Regions from separate parts of the Mus musculus genome. Here regions 2 and 3 are each linked to region 1. A link is a contact called in public Hi-C data. All regions are on one chromosome and are shown on one strand. The core of a region is the stretch at or near the end of the contact, and the rest is flanking DNA. Distances in the headings are between cores, read along the strand shown. Region 1 holds the start of Lhx4 (LIM homeobox protein 4). Region 2 holds the start of BC034090 (cDNA sequence BC034090). Region 3 holds the start of Fam163a (family with sequence similarity 163, member A).

Region 1 (2,732 bases), core at 117-2,616:
GCAGGAGGGCGCGCTGCTGCGCCGGGGATCGTAGGTAGTCTCCATCCCTGGGTGAGCCTGCTCTTACTTACAATAAACTCCTACCGCATCACTAAAGCAGTCGTAAGCGGAAGTGTAGTCTCTTGGCAAGCCCATCGAGGGAACCCTTCATCTCTCTAGGGTACCCAGGGGCACCTAGCCCAGTGCAGCCGTTTGTAAACCCAGACTTAACCAGGAGCCCGCAAGCGCGCGCTAAGCCTGAGAACCTGTTCGGGTCTCTGCACAGATTGCTTCTATCTGTTCAGGAGTCGGAAACACAGACAGATTCCCACCCGGAAAATCTCTGCCGTGTGTGCACATCCGTACAAACCAGAAACCTGGGGTGAGAGACCTGCCGTAACTAATTGCAGGCTCTGGAAGAAATTGAGAGAGCTAGCAAAGTGCCCACACGTCTGAGTCTCTCTCCCTCTTCCAGCCCCGCGCCACTAAGATTGCCTACCCTCGCCTAAGCAAAGGCTGCACGCACAACTTCGTTCCAGAGCTTCTCGCCGCTGCATTCCTCGGCTAGCTGGAATGTGGCGAGTGCATTCGCTCACCCGGAGCAGTCTGCTGGCGGCAACACAGGCGGCGGGTGCCCCGGGCAGCAGTGACTGGGGACTCAATCAAGTGCTCGAACTGCCGAAACCAAGAGTGTGACAGGGGGCTTCTGTACAGCCCTGCGACCCGGGACGCGCTCTCCAACTTCCCGCCAGCTGGGGTAAAGTTGTACCAGCGGTTCTGCGAGCTTTGGCCATTGCCGCGAAAGGTAATCAATTGGGGGACCACTTTTGCCCTCGGGCCTGGCCTGTAGCTGGAAACCTCTGTTGTCCCCAAACAGCATCCTCCCTAGGGTTCTCATAAAAGCGACGGCCCAAAGATGCTACTTTCTATACCCTTGGGCCCTCCACGAACAGTATCCCGGAATCTTTCGAATTCGATCCCAAATTGCCAAGAGTCAAGCCCTTCAAACACTGACTGGTAGTACCCCAGCTCTGTGACCGCCTCTGCACCCCGACCCCTCCCGGTCAGTGCCTTGAACGGCGCGTCCGGCCTCCCCGCACCCGCTGAGGCTGTTAGCTGTCTTGTTATCAAATTAAATTAGCGAGAAAGGAGGGTGTCTTACGTTGCATCGGCACACCGAGCATCTCCGGGAGCCCCTTGACAGCCCCCTCCGCGGGGACAGCCGCGCTCTGCATCATCTTGGAGCCAGAGGCAGCAAGTCGCAGTCTACCGAGATCTCTCGCTCTCTCCCTCTGGCTGGATTCGGAAATTTGAAAATAATAATAATAAAACCAACCAGGCCGCTGAAGTCACAGAGGAAACCGAGCCCTCCGCGTCTCCGGGAGGACTCCACAAGCTGGCTGGCCCCCTCCCCCGCCAGTCCTCAGGCTGTTTCAAATCCCTTTGATCTCGCTCTCCCGGGCTGGTGCACATCCCGGGTTGAGGAGACACTGTTGCTGCAGCTCTGGCTCCCCCCCTTCCCTTCCCCGCCCTCCTCTCCCCCTCCCCCTCCACCCTTCGCGTGCCGGCTGCCCTGGAGGCCGCGGTCACCCAGGCATTTTGATTCATTCACACTGCAGGAGCGGCCGTGACGTCGCTTTCCGCAGGGAAGCCCGCCCTCCAGCTAGTGCTGCCAACCGGGCAGCCCGCTGCAGACCCCCGGCTAGCCAGAGTAGGGGGCGAGAAGTAGGGGGGGTTCGGTAGCCCCGAATCTGGTCGGAGGTGCGGGAGGGCGGGGCCGCCTGATAGGGGGCGGGGCCTGCAGCCCCTCCCCCACCCTGCCGTGCGGGCTCGCGCCCCGGTATAAATACTGCGGCGGGCTGGGCCGCGGCAGCAGGTGGTCCCGGAGCGCAGGGACCACGCAGAGCTGGTTTCTGCCAGCTTTGGGGATTCCCCGCTCGCCCCCAGCATCGGTCCTCTAGGATCAAGGAGGGGGCGCGGTGGGCCAGGACCCAGCGGACCCTGGGTTGGCGCTCCGAGTTCAGAGCTTCTCCAGCCCACGGAGCGTGTTCTGTAACTGGATGATTCCATCCATCCTCCACTTGTTTTTTTTTTTTTTTTCCTGGCCAGTTCCTTTCCGGCCGGTACTAACCAGACCCTACTCTCTCTCCCCCGCGTCTGGCTGAGGCAGGGCCAGGGACAGCTCGTACTCGGCCGGGAACGCGCGAGTCACGCAGTGGGCCGCCACGGAGCCGGATGGAGGCAGGCGGCCTGGGCCGCGCACGAAGGTGGCCGGGCGCGGGTCTTCGTGCGCGCCCACACTCGCCTCGGCCTTCCGCCACAGTCGGCACTCTCACCACCCGAGGTCCAGTCCTAGTCCCACGCCTCCCAGCCGCCCGCCCTCCCAACTGGGTCTCCAGCCGGCGTCCACCCAGATCCGCCCTCTCTGGCTCCTGGAGACTGCTCGGCCGAACCGGCTGCCACTGCGGGCACTTTGAACGATCCCTGGCCGCGTGTGTACTGGGCGGAGGCGTGCACCGGGCCCCCGGGGCTGACCAGCAAAGGGCGTGCATTGCTGTTGTGTTTAACACACACACAGAGACTCACACACAGACACAAACGCGCGCGTAGAAAACTCATTCTTCCCATTCTCATTCCTGGAGGCAATAAAGCAAAGATCAATGCTGGGACGAAGTCGCTAGCACTTTTTCAAACACTCGACGCCTCCTGACCACCGGCTCTAGAAACCTACCGGGTCAGCCCTGGGCCCAGCC
Region 2 (2,732 bases), core at 146-2,645, 500 kb before region 1:
TTCCAAGCCAGGACTCTCCGAGAACAGTGAGCCTTTAACCGCACCCCTTGTTCTCAGGTAAGACCTGAGTCCGCAGAGGTCCCAAGACTCACTAGAATTATACGGCCCCTTGGTGGCCTGGCTGATTCCAATAGCTTTACAGAGAATGACGTGACAACTGTTTTACTCCCTGTATAAGCTACTGTGTCTTAGTGACTACTCAGAACACTCAGAAGTCACCCTAGTCTACCTGTGTCCCATAGGAAGTAAACTCTCAGCGTGTAAGAATTTGGGCATAGAGTATATATTAGAGGTTAATTATTCCCTTCTCACAATAGGGATCCACCATAAGATGTTCTTAAAGGTAAGTCTCTTAAAGTAATTCATTATAATTATTAAATTAACATGTTTTTCAGAATATACATATTTTATGAAGCAAGATACATATATAACACAGAATTTCACAGCAGTAAATCTGTGAAGTTTAGGGATAGTAGAAGTCATTTTCTCTACTAGATCATCTGGAGCAGCGGTTCTTGGCATCACGGGGTCGCATATCAGATATACTGCATATCAGATATTCACATTATGATTCGTAACAGTAGCAAGATTACGGTCATTAAGTAGCAACGAAAATAATTTTATGGTTGGAGATCACCACATGATAAACTTAAACTGTACTAAAGGGTCGCAGCATTAAGACTGAGAATCACTGATCGAAAATGTACTAGGTTTCTCTTTGTGGCTCAGCTACCTCTTCTCTGAGATCCAATCCAGAAGCCCAGGTTGTAATGTGAGCTTTTAGAAAAATTGATGGGTCAACCCTGGAGCTTCGCTCTAGACTTGTCCGCAGACCTTAAGGAATGAGACAGTCGGGACTGAAGGCCTCCGGACGACCTTCCTGGAAGATGTCGTAACTCCTAGCACCGATGCTCTAACTCAGAAAAAAACCTGGAATGAAAATGGACAGGAAGGGCGAGCCTCCACGACCCTTCCAGCTCTGCGGCGGCCGGAGGTCGGGTGTCCCCGGGTGTGCCCCGCCACCCCGCCCGGGTCCTCTCGGTACTCACTGAGAGCGGCGCGCGGGCTTGGCCGCCGCCTCCATCCCCTCCATCCCTCGGAGAGGCGAGGCCCTGCCCCACTCTCCCCGTCCGGGGCCGCTGCAGAGTCCCGGGCCGGACTCGCCCTGAATTCGGGCGGGCGGACGGGAGTGTGGCCCGCAGGCCTCGTCCCCGGAGCGTGTCCCGCCCCGGGTCCCACGAGGCGAGGCCGGGCTGGCAGGAGTGCGCGGCGCCCCTGGCCCCGCTGGGCGCCTGGAGCCGTAGCGACCGCTACTTCATAGCTTTGCTTGAAGGTGAAAGGCCCAGCCAGCGGCCTCGCGGGCCGGCCTGGGAAGAGAGGGCGAGGAAGGCGAGAGGAGGGGCGGCGGAAGGGGCTGGAGGAGCCGCGACCTCGGCCTGTCCCCACCCCCCAGCCTCCCGCGGCCTCCCAGGGTCGTGGCCACTCGACCCGGGCGCACGCCGGGAGCCCAGAGCCTCCTCGGCTCCGCTCCACTCCTGGAGCCAGGGCCGCCTAGACGGCCGGAGGATGCGCCCTGAATTTGGGGCTCACTGGCTGCCACGGGGCCGTTGTCCCGGGCGCCGATCAGCTCCCTCCCCGGGGACACGGGCGCGAAAGCGGAGGGGCGCCCGGGTGACTCGGGGGCGCAGCCGGAGCGCAAAAGGCGACAAGCTTCAGCCGACTCCACCGGCTCCGCTGGAGCGAGAAGCTGAGGACCGGACTTTGTGTGGAGAACGTTTCGGGATGGGTCGGTGGGCTTCTCCGCAGGGCCGCCCCATCACCCTTGGGCGCCCTCTTAGGTCAAGATCATTCAAGGTTCGTTGAGGCCTTGGGGTAAGCTGGCGTTGACTGCTCATCCGGAGCCACCAAGAGCTGGGCCTGCATTGCCAGCTGCTTGGGGAAGGGACCGCTTCTGGGGCAGTGGAGGATTCCCGAACAGACCTGGGTACAGGCCTCCGTGAAGGAGCCACCAAATGGCTGGCAATTGTGCCCAAATCCATGGAGCTTCCTCTTTCTAACCAGGAGGTGACTAAGTCTCTCCAATGTCCAAACCCATTTTGACTATTCCCCTACCCCCAAAGGAACAGTAAGAAGAACCAGGACATTTCAGACGTCTCTGAAAAGAGAAAGTGGTCTCTCTTCTTTCTTTGGCCAACAAGTTTCACTTACTTAATCTTTTGTGCTGCTAGATGGCCGGTGTAGCTACTGGAAAGGATGCACAAAGCTAAGGTCCTAGCAGAGCACAGGAGAGAGAGGGCAGTTCTACCCCTTGTGCGGGTGTAATCCTGTAGTCCCAGTTGTTCAGAGATTAAAGCAGGAGGATCCTGCTGCAAGTTCGAGGCCAGCCTAGGCAATTTAGTGAGACATGTTCTCAAAAGGAAAAGGGGAGAAATGGGCTGAGGATGTAGGGATGGGTGTAGAGAATTTGCCTATTGTGCAAGAGGCCCTGGGTTCAAACCGAGTCCCATGGAAACAGAAAGGATGTCTATCTCCCTTTAAGGGAGCTGGATGGGGGAGGGAACACCGAGGCAGGCAATCTGGTCTGAGCCGCACCCTGGGAAACTGACAGTAGATTGGCCCAGGACCGGTTTAGGAACCAAGGGGTTTATCCTGGGCAAACCCTGTGTAAGTGAGCAGGTTCAAGGCTCACGGCTCTGTGGAGCAGGGTCTGAAGCGTCTTCCTGCCATGTTCG
Region 3 (2,732 bases), core at 94-2,593, 460 kb after region 1:
TTACCGGGTTGCCTCCCTGGAACCCCTCAGCCTACTTGAAAGACCCCCAGTTCCTGTTCTCCTACAGTCAGGCCAGTAATGTGGTCCTGAACGAGGAGAGGGTCTGCTGTCCTCACAGAATGGAAAACCTAGAGAATGGGTCTGAATTGGTTACCTGCCACATCAAACCTGTTAAGAAGCACAAATGTCCAGGGCCCCACAGGTCCACGCAGAGAAAAGGAATGTCCTGGCGAGACCAAACACCAAAACAAACAAAAACAATGCCCTCCCCCACTCCCCAGTCACAATCAAAGGGGATGAATAGCCCTGGGAGCTGATAGTTCTTATGTTTCTTTCCGGCTTTTCTTCTTTGTCTTCTGGGTCTCAGAGCTCTGAGGACACCACCCTTCTAGGGAGTCTTGTAGAGCACCAACATTAGCAGTAAAGCTTGGGGTGACCAGGACCCAGCAGCAGACTCCAAGACTTTGTCCCTTGGTCCCTGGTCTCTATTTGGGTCAAGCCTTAATGCCACTAGCTGAAGCTTCCTTGCGACTGACACAGGGTCAGGGATGCAGATACAAGAGATGGTTCCGGGGGTCCAGAAGCAAGCAGGCAATGAACCTGGCAGGGAGCTGGACCTCTAAACAGCCAGGAACCTCCGGCTGCCCTGGACCCGGAGTCTCTGGCAAAGACAACTGTCCTCGAACTCCCTCCCGTTGTTGTGCCCACACATCCCGCCCCTTGAAGCACCTCTGCCCTCATTATTTCGTAAAACTTCAGGAAAATCTCTAGCAAGCCTGCTGGAACCTGGAGGCATCAACCGACGGCTGCCCATGAGCAGGGCAGCGCTCTCCAACCCCCCGCACCCACCCATTGCCTAGGAGATCGGGGTGGGGGGGACATCCAGTGTCGCTTGCCCTGCGAGTGGTCTCCTAGGGTCCCAGAGTGTCGCCAGCACCAAGGCTCAGCCTCCGCATCCCCATGAAAGAAGGCCGGAGCAGGGAAAGTGGTGAGGGGCTGATCGGTGAGGACCGGTGGAAGCGAGGGGCTCCAGGGGCCGGCAGCCCGCAGCCTCCCACCAGCGCCTCTAGGAGCTGCTGCGGGAGCCAGGACGCGGAGCCCGGTTAAGGCGGGTGCTCTGCGCAAGGCGGCGCCGGGGCGCGCTTACCTAGGTGTTCAGGCGCCCCCGACAGCGCTCTAGCGCCGGGCACATCCACGCACCGAGCCCAGAGATCCGTCTGCTGCTCCGCCGCGCCGCCTCACTCCCTCTGCGTAGGAAATTGCCTCCTGGGTCCCCGGGTCCGGGCTTCTCTCCGCCGTGGCTCTTGCCGTGGCTCCCACTCAGCGCTGCCCTGGACTCTGCGCGCCTTCCTCCCAGCGCCGGTGGCCCTGCCGGCCCACGTGAGGCTGCTCTGCCCGCCCCGGCTCTGAGAGCACTGGCTGGGTACCCAACCTTGAATCTCCTGGCTCCTCCAGGTGGCCGAGGATGGGGGCAGGTGATAGGAGCTAGAGGGTGTCCTGAGAGAATCCCCAACCCGCAAGGAGGATTGCTCTTAGTGGGGTGATGGGTCAGCTGGAGTGATGGTCCAGAAAAATCTCTCACTCAGGTTCGCAGCCTTTTAGCCCAAGAAACACAGAGCCCAGCAGTCGGGGCTCTCCAGGGATGACTCAGTAGTGGGGACTTAGGGAGCTGCAGACGGGGTCCAGAATGGAAAATCTCGAAAGAGAGTTTAGGCGCCAGAGTGCGTAGCTGTCCACTGAAGGGGGATCACCTCAACAGCTACCTTCAAGGCACATCTAGGCCAGGGAGTCTAGTGACAGCTGAGGTCCCTCGTGGAGGGGGCAGAGTTAGAGTATGTGCGTGTCAGATCTGTCAGGAAAGAGACAAGAGGAACGTTAGTGATGATAGGGATTTCTTTACTGATGTCTCCTTAATTTTTTTACATGTATGTATGTATGTATGTATGTATGTATGTATGTATGCATGCATGCATGCATGTATATGTAGATGTCCATACTATAGCCTTGCTGGAATCAGTTCTTTCCTTACACCCTGTGGGTCCCAGGGATTAAACTCAGGTGGTCAGACTTGGCAACAAGTGCTTTACAACTGAGAGGTGCCTGTGAACTGTACCCCAAACAGGAAAATTGTGCTGGTAGTCGTTGGAAGGTTTCCTTGGAGAACAGGACAGGAGGAGAGGGAAGGAAGTTAGCCTAGCCAAAGCTTCTCAGGCCAGAATTCCTTTCTCAGAATCCTACCCACTTCACAGGCTTGTTTCACAAACCCTGACGATTCAGAGGAAGGAGAAGCTGGGTCCTGCAGGATAAGCTCGGCTTTTTCCCCCACTACAGTCAGGATGTTTTCTTCTTCACATCCTGCATAGTCTGAGTGGTTCGAGGGAAAGACCGCAGATTTGAGAAACCAAAATGAAATTCCAAACACGAGACATGATAGGTCCCCAGTGTGATCCGATCAAGGAATAAGAAAGATGTCACCAGGGTAGACTACTCATCTCATTCCCCCTCCACCCCGCCCCTGCAGGGGAACTTCTGTAGTTCAGAACCTCATTACTTTCTCTTCACAGGTTTTAAATATGCAGCCCACATTTCCTCTGTGTACCACCTTTTCTCACCACAGTGGAATCTCACACCAGCACATCTTTCTCATCTCCTTTTTGAAGGCAAAAGAACACAGTATGAGAATCCTGCAATTTTATCACAGACCTTTAAACAGTAAAACAAGACAAGTATGT

What was found. Hi-C and Micro-C count contacts between places; a contact is called where the count stands out from the background.
Region 2: a contact with region 1 is called in a Hi-C map of embryonic stem cells, with 8 times the contacts expected there. The contact joins the promoter of BC034090 here to the promoter of Lhx4 in region 1. A contact is called at or near these places in 1 of 39 promoter capture datasets (embryonic stem cells), 24 of 484 Hi-C or Micro-C datasets (all in embryonic stem cells), 6 of 115 datasets of contacts at active chromatin or transcription factors (all in embryonic stem cells) and 1 of 9 other capture datasets (embryonic stem cells).
Region 3: a Hi-C map of embryonic stem cells shows a contact between it and region 1, with 1.9 times the contacts expected there. The contact joins the promoter of Fam163a here to the promoter of Lhx4 in region 1. A contact is called at or near these places in 5 of 39 promoter capture datasets (the C10 cell line, embryonic stem cells, liver and 1 more), 7 of 484 Hi-C or Micro-C datasets (all in embryonic stem cells) and 4 of 115 datasets of contacts at active chromatin or transcription factors (all in embryonic stem cells).

Annotation. Positions count from the first base shown.
Region 1 is chr1:155,740,661-155,743,392 of GRCm38.p6, forward strand. It overlaps Lhx4 (LIM homeobox protein 4), which reads right to left and starts at 1,367. Exons shown (of 6, transcript NM_010712.2): 1 at 1,142-1,367. The coding sequence starts at 1,217.
Region 2 is chr1:155,243,137-155,245,868 of GRCm38.p6, forward strand. BC034090 (cDNA sequence BC034090) reads right to left here and starts at 1,396. Exons shown (of 10, transcript NM_001370865.1): 1 at 1,050-1,396. The coding sequence starts at 1,093. It overlaps Gm31102 (a long non-coding RNA gene), which reads left to right. Exons shown (of 4, transcript XR_878641.3): 1 at 1-343.
Region 3 is chr1:156,203,683-156,206,414 of GRCm38.p6, forward strand. Fam163a (family with sequence similarity 163, member A) reads right to left here and starts at 1,344. Exons shown (of 5, transcript NM_177838.3): 1 at 1,148-1,344.